Linked DNA regions of Anas platyrhynchos: region 1 is linked to region 2. Evidence: chromatin contacts called from public Hi-C data. All regions are on one chromosome and are shown on one strand. Each heading gives the region's core, a stretch centred on a gene start, on an enhancer-like site or on the middle of the called end of the contact. The rest is flanking DNA. Distances are from core to core; before and after follow the strand shown.

Evidence for each region. A called contact is a pair of places that touch in the nucleus more often than the background predicts.
Region 1: a Hi-C map of subcutaneous adipose tissue shows a contact between it and region 2, with 2.4 times the contacts expected there. The contact joins the enhancer-like site here to the promoter of WARS1 in region 2. A contact is called at or near these places in 4 of 8 Hi-C or Micro-C datasets (F1 follicle, liver, skeletal muscle and 1 more).

What each region holds. Positions count from the first base shown.
Region 1 is chr5:12,607,634-12,611,609 of IASCAAS_PekinDuck_T2T, forward strand. All of the region lies in intron 2 of YY1 (YY1 transcription factor), which reads right to left. Among named protein-coding and RNA genes, the nearest start is that of YY1, 15 kb to the right of the region's middle. Within about 2 kb of position 2,573, at least 5 of the 8 cell types and tissues checked have an H3K27ac peak or open chromatin away from gene starts, as enhancers often do. A contact at or near this core is called in F1 follicle and subcutaneous adipose tissue, where this site is marked.
Region 2 is chr5:12,535,247-12,538,830 of IASCAAS_PekinDuck_T2T, forward strand. It overlaps WARS1 (tryptophanyl-tRNA synthetase 1), which reads left to right and starts at 1,855. Exons shown (of 11, transcript XM_027457764.3): 1 at 1,855-1,975. WDR25 (WD repeat domain 25) reads right to left here and starts at 1,938. Exons shown (of 7, transcript XM_027457762.3): 1 at 1,810-1,938.

The DNA.
Region 1 (3,976 bases), core at 1,323-3,822, 73 kb after region 2:
AAAAATCTCAATCTTGGACACAAACTATTTTTGTTTGTGCAGACCACCTTTATTACCTTAACTTTCCTGACTCTGAGGCTGTAGGGCAAAACACACGCTTTTTTTTTTTTTTTTTTTTTTTACAGTAGCTCTACAGAACACTTAACTACCCTTTGCATTGGATTTTCCTTATTGCATCTCATTTTTTCTGTTTTACAGAAAGACAAAGCATAGAAGTGTGTGTCTGTAATGCCAACGTGGACAAAAGACAAAGTGCTTGGATAATACATGACATGAGAGAACACAGTGCCATGTTTTAATGCCATTAGAGACACCCTTAGCAGACAAATCCGGTCCCATGAATCCCTGCCTCGCTTCTAATGCTATCAACTTGGTAAATGCCAACTCATTTCCCTGACCCTAAAACAAAAATGCCCCTAAGCCCGAAATCAATGTCCACAACATCATCAGAATCAGTAAAAACATCACTGTTCTGAGGTCATAACTGACCATTTGTAAAAGGAGAGACTAGATAAAAATGCAATCAGTAATAAGAGATGTTAACAGCTTTAGTAGGCAGGGATTAGCACAAGATAGCACTGACCACTGAGTTAAATCCTATTCCTAATTCTTGTATCTTGCCTCCAGTATTGAATCCAACTTTGACCAAGAAATGCTACAACAGGCTGTTACACACCAGGCTGCTAAAGCAGAACAAGAGGGAGAATAACCTGGCCTGTGTGGTCAGGAAGCCTCTAGACTGGTGTAGCCAAGAACTTTGAGGAACAAAGCTCGGTTGAACCGGACAGTCAGACTGGCACAGACTGGAGCTTCAACATACACCTTTTCAGTTTACTGTCTGAGCAGGCACTCAATATTGGAAGCGTCCATTCTGGAACAAGCTGACTTTCTAGTTTTCTGTTTCTTTTCTGAACTAAGGAGCATCAGCCTAATAGCATACTTGACTACATAAACATTTAGTCCCTATTGACTACAAAATGACACCAACATTCTGCCAATAAACAGATACAATTTAAACCATTTCTTTTCTCCTGTGGAAACATGGGAAGTGGGCAACTTAAGCCTAAAACTGTGAACAATACTGTGTATATCACAGGGTTGCGCAGGCAACCAAGTGCTACTGAAAAAAACAGAAGCAGACACATCAAGAGTAAGAGGCAAACACTGCCCAGGTTGCATCTCAGTGCACAGGCAACAAGCAGCTGCTGGGCCCTTTGTACACCTGGGTCAAAGGCATGAGCGTACTGACACCACAAGCACAGCTACAGCAGGTCATTTTCTGTCCAAGGTGTCATACTGCTCACAAAGTAGTGGCATCCACGTGGATAATCACTCAAAGAAGAATTTAAAGACTTAAAAGTTCAAAAGTATTAAAGGAAGTTTTTGGTTTTACTTTAAAATTAGCTTTCTGCAAGAGGAGCCCAGACTAGAAGAACCTGGACTGCTGATCTTAATTGCACTGTTGCAGGTAGCTCTTGCTGGTGGTTAGACATCTGGTTCCCACCCAATAGAACATCCCTACCAGCTCCCTCCCAAGTTTTCTTAGCCTGAAACACTGACCAAAACCAGAACTCTAGCAGATACCGCTATTTAAAGCAACTATGGAGGCACACGTTAACACCTGGGTGGAACTTCCAAAACAGCTGCCTTTGCACAGAGCCCATTTCCATGGCAAGACCAGAATTCCCATTTCTGCAGCAAGCTTCTGTGGGCCACGTCTAGCAGTAACAACTGCAGACCATCAAAAAAAATGGAAGTATAACCTTTTAGACCCAGGTACAGGACATTGCAGTTAAAGGCTAAGCCTGATAACTTGTATTTAAAGCATCACATTGCTGGAGTGAAATCACAGGTATTAACCATTCCTCAAAACAAAGTTTCTTTCTAATATTGCAGTGACAGTTACAGCTAACTACCTCCTTTCACTGCCCTGCAGGAGCTGTTCCTTCCAGTAGAACCTCTGCATCAAAGCTCTGTCAATCTCCACAAACAATTATGCTGGAGATGAATCAGATTTTTAACAAGTTAGCCACAGAAACAGTGCTAAAGCAGTCAAAAGCAACTAACAGTATAGAAATCCACCCTCCCTTTCGCTATCTTTTTTTTTTTTTTCTTCCCGTTAAACCTGTGTTGTCATATTTTTTCTTCTCCCTCTATAGAAACCTAAACAGCATTGCTCTGGCAACTTCTTTTGCACTTCCTGGAGGTCTCTGATGATCAACAGTGATAATTCACCTCTACCGATGACCGCATCCCTATGAATGGTTAGAAAAGGAGGAAGTTATTCTCTACAGGTTCACTTCCACTTCTGGTCTGTTCCCTCACTGTCACACCCTTCATAGTGCCCTGCTGAGGCAGAAGTACCACAAGTGGTCCGTTTGTGCTAAAGAGCTCCCGAAACTGGCTAGACTGGCTTCTGGATAAACAGACACAAAGGGAGTGCCACAAGGTGTCCTAGGAATCTACCTACAATCAAAGAGCCCACAGTTAGCCTCCGACGCAGCTGGGCCCAGAACTGTTGTAAAATTAAACTGTTCCCTTTTGTTCCAAGGTTCCAGCAAAAATAGTTACTGGTTTTGTTCCAGTTTGCAGAACATCATGTATGTAAACACAGAGAGTGACCTTAGCAGCGTGGGACAGAGCAAGAGATTTCCCTTTCCCCCGAGTAATGCCTGGGGTAAAGCAATTGTCAGTTTACTGCCCTTTAAGTGTCTCTGGAACAAGAACAAGACGAGTACAAAAGCACATACCTTATAAAGAGGCCTAAGTCATAAAGCTAGGTGGCCAGCATGCTTTGTCATGTTTAAGAAGGGTGTCCAGTTTCAAACTCTAACACAGTAGCCTTGCCTTTGTTTTCTATCCATTTTGGAAAGCCGTCTTAACAGGAGGGGCACTTCCTCCAATGGCTCTCTTCCAGGAAAGGTACCAAGAGGAGCAGAAAATAAAGCCACAGAGAAGATAATTTTTACCACTAGGACCCATTACTGTGCCAATTTCCCAACTTCTCTTTTTATTTCTTTGTATTTTACTTATATTTGTACTGTGCTGTCTCTAGTCAGTTCAGTCATCTATCAAGAGAGCAGACAGGAGTTTTCAAGGGGATTTGTTTGGGAGAATTTTAAAGAAGCCTACCATATGCACCAACTAGAAACACATCTGTTACTTCTCCAAGCAGTTATGACTGCTTCACATCTAACTACAGAGCAGCTCGTAATCGGTTTAGACTTGGATGAAACATTTTCATCCAAGGTTTTCAGCCTTCATCAAAGGTTTTCAACCTGGAGAAGGCTCAGGGGTGACCTTATTGCTCTCTATAGGTACCTTAAAGGAAACTGGAGTGAGGTGGGGGTTGATCTGTTCTCCCACATGCCTGGTGACAGGATAAGGGGGAATGGGCTCAAGTTGCACCAGGGGAGGTTTAGGTTGGATGTTAGGAAGAACTTCTCTACCAAAAGGGTTGTTAGGTATTGGAATGGGCTGCCCAGGGAAGTGGTGGAGTCACCATCCCTGGAGGTCTTTAGAAGACATTTAGATGTAGAGCTTAGGGATATGGTTTAGTGGAGGACTGGTTAGTGTTAGGTTAGAAGTTGGACTCCGTGATCTTGGAGGTCTCTTCCAACCTAGACAATTCTGTGATTTTATTTCACCTTAATGGACTTTCAGTGTCCCAGCCAAAAGGTATCGAAAGAAAAAGGAGGTAATTTATGAGGTTTTATTTCTTTTGTTGCAGATCATTGACAACTAATGTTTTACATTCTGATCTGACTGCCTTAGAGAAATACACAAATCCATTTTTACTTTTATTGAATTTTTAAAGCGTAGTAGAGAAAATGCATGAGTTGTACAATAGAATGCAGTAATTTGTGGAAGGAAGTTGCCCAACAGGTATAATTTATAGTCATTCATCTATGAATTACTAAGCAGATCTTAATGTTCTGATGCAGTTTGTTTATTTGCGGTGTTTTCAATAGTTTCA
Region 2 (3,584 bases), core at 605-3,104:
GAGATGCATTTGCATACCGCAAGACAAGGAGAAAATGAGTGTGGAAAGGAAAACAAACTTCCAGAGTAAGTACTGCAAATCACTTCCACCTTACTTGCAGTAGAACTCCCTCCTCCTCGCACATAAACAAGAGGGCCAGTGGTTTAGGATGTTCATTTATAATAATACAAATACTACAGGTACTTTGGAGTAACAGTAACAGTTTCTTTCAACTCTTCCATACTGCTAAGTACGAAGGGGTTCAATTGGCTACTAAAAACAGTAAATGTATTTTTGATCCACTTGGTAGTCTTACAGGATAAAGAATTTTTCCCACTATCTCCTTTAATGTAACAGGCATAGGCCAGAAGCTACACTGAATTCACCGCTCACATTTACTTATAGAAAATAAAGTTTACTGTGGAGCTAATTTTCTCAGAACTTTTATGAAAAAGAAATCACACGCTGAGATTGCATATGGAACCTGGAATAATTTACCACTGTAACAATCCCAAAAATCTTTTTTTCCAAAATCTATGTGGCACATGTGGACAATAGGTTTAGCTACATTCACATCATAGATGGTGTCTGAAATAATGTTTAACCTCTGCTGTTTGCAATCAAAAAGCACCGCTACCCTTCAATTACTAAGATTTATTAGATGGCAAATTAAATTACTATTTCTGCTTTGTTTTCTTGCTCAGCTGTGAGCACTCATCATGCTACAATGATTTAACCTACAACACTTCCAGAACAGTTTCTGAAATTTAGGTTGGAGAATCTACCCTCAAAAGCAACTGGATTGAGACTGCTGTCCAAAAGGCAGTGTGTCCATAAGCATTTGCAGAGTTGATGCCACAAATGAAAGTCCTACAAACACTACTGCTGGAGCAGTATGCTGGCACTTGTAATGATTACTCATTTAACTTCACAATGAGATCTATTTGAGTTAAAATGAGCAGGTTTTATTTAACCTACAGCACAGCTACATCACAGGCTGTGGTCTGTGTTCTGTAACAAAGCTGGTAAGCACAAACCCCATTCAGACAAACACACTGATCAACATCAGGCCCTTTCCAAGTGATCAGGATGCTTAACTGGAACCCGGCTACTGACGTTTTAGCACATAAAAGCACCAAGATCTCCCTCTAGAGGGCATTTTGTCTTTATCTGTGGTTTATGATAGTTGCAAGCTTCAGCAACTTACAACTGTAAGAGATTTTTTTTTTTGAGTAATACAGCTTCATTTGTTAAAACAGCATCTCACTTAAGCAATTTCAAAGGGAAAAATAACTAAGAAGTGTTCCAGAACAACTCATTTAAAAACAGAAGTAGTAATAAGCACCCTTTTTCCTCCAAGTCAACTTTATTTGACAGTTCTCACCAACCAAGTACTAACACCGAAGGCCTGCACCTCAGTGACTACAGCACGCAGTTACTATTTGTAGCATAAGGCTGGAAACAGACTGCGACCAAGATTCACCATGTAAGTGAATAACTCACAGTAAGAAGCTGACCTCCGGCAGAAAGCTATGAATGAAGATATACGTGTGGGTTAGACTTGCAAAAACTGCTTTATTGCATTTTCAGGCACACAGACAAGAGGCAGCGCGAGGCTCTGGGGTAAGCAGGGGGCCCCTCCCTGCAGGTATCGGGATGCCAAACCAACACCTTGCTGCGGGACACTGCAAAGAAGCCGCTAAACCGCATCGGACGACATAAACCCACCCCGGCACCACACGCAGCCCCCGCAGGCCTCGGTATTTTGGGACGAGCAAAGCGCCCTCCTCACAGGAGCCCCCCCCCAGGCCCCGCCGCGGCCCCCGGTACCTGAGGGGCGGCCCCCGGAAGCCGGCGTCCCGCGGCTGCTCCCCGTTTATAAGCGCGCCGGGCAGAAACCGCTCCCCTCTCTCTAAGCGGCCGGCCTGTGGCTTTTTCCCCGCAGGCACAGCGCGGAGCGGCGGGCAGGGCTGAGGCCGCGGCTCGCTGCGCGATGGCGAGTCCTTCTGCGGGGGTCTCTAGGGGCAGGAGGGGCTGCTGGGCGCGGGTGGGGGCAAGGAGGGGGGGAAACGATGGTTCCGGGCGGAGCGTGTTTCCCAGCCGGAACGGGGCGCGGAAGGGGGAGCCGGGCGGGAGCGGCTGTGACACGATCGCGTCTGACAGGAGCGGGCCGGGAGCGGCTCGGAGCGGAGCGGCCGGGAGCGGGGAGCTGCGGGCGGGCAGGGGGGGAGCAGCCGCTGCCCCACGGCCTCTCCTGAGCGCCCGGTAGCGCCCAGCAGCCGGCGGGTGCCTTCCTTCCTCCCGAGGCTTCCCGGAGCGGGCTCTGGGAATGGCGCAGCTGCGCGGCACGCGGCGCCCCGGCCTCAGCGCGGCGTAGCCCCCAGCCAGGCCCGGGGAAGTTGCCCGCGGAGGCTTCTGACGGCGGCGATTTCAGTAAAGGCGGTGTGAGTGCATTCAGGGCTGGCTGTGCTGTGGGAGGGACGTGGTGAAGTCGCGCTCAGCCGCTAATGCAGCTGTCACCTGCTTCTTTATATATCTATATAGGTATTAATGCTGGGAAAGGGGAGCCATCTGCTTCTGTGATTCGTTGTGCCTGAATATGGGCCCTCTAAACTCCATCCATTCGTGTTTCATGCTCAGCAAGGGACCAATATGTGCTGGAGGGGCTCTCCAGAGTTCCTTCTGAAAGTGGGAGATGACAAGGCACTGAGCTTACAACTCCATTTCTTATAAAATCGTTAATGGGTACCTCTACGTATATTTGAGAGGCATATTCCTCCTCTAGTAAGGAAGAGATTTCTAACACGTGTTTTAGTCTCTGAACGTTCAGCTAGCTCCCTTTGGATGTACAAAATCCTTTGAAAGTCATCGGGGTTCTGCGTGGGCACAGAGCTCTTTCCTCATGGGCATGGCATGATAGAGAGTGCCCAGGGTGGATGCTATTTCCAACATACAGCTGTTTGCACTTTTAATTTGTCGCTGTCACCTCTGATTATAGTGCAGGGAAATTAAGAATCAGTGTGAGCTAAGATGATGTCATTTTCCTCTCAAGAAAAACCTCATGCAATAGCTTGGGTGGTTGCATAATGAAACCACTTCAGACTGTGATGCAGCACTTTGCCACGCTGGCCAAATTGCAGTGATATTTTCCATAGAATTTTTTTCCTCTCAGTTGGCTTTTCTCATTAGGGTTTGTACTGCTATCTCATTTTATCAGCCTCAGGTCTTATTAAATTCTTTTATGCATCTCTGTGTACCTTGTTGTTAAAACAACATAGCATGTTCATTGCTTTGAGATAGCTGCAGTTTGACTTGCAGTGTTATTTTTCAGATAGGTTCCTTTCTTATTGTCTTTTAACGCTTATTTTCTTGTATGTAAATACGGCAAAATCAGAATCATAATGGTTTTAAAATTCTCTCTTACCATATTAAGTTACTGCTTGTTTATCTACAGTTCTAAATATCTAAACATTCAGATGCTTGAATTATTACTCAAAAAATGGCTTAGAGCCTATGTACTGCTAAAAGCATCATCATTTAGTACAGGAAGCTGCTGAGCGTGAATATTTTTTTTTTTTTAAATAAGGTTTTTACTCATGGCAGGC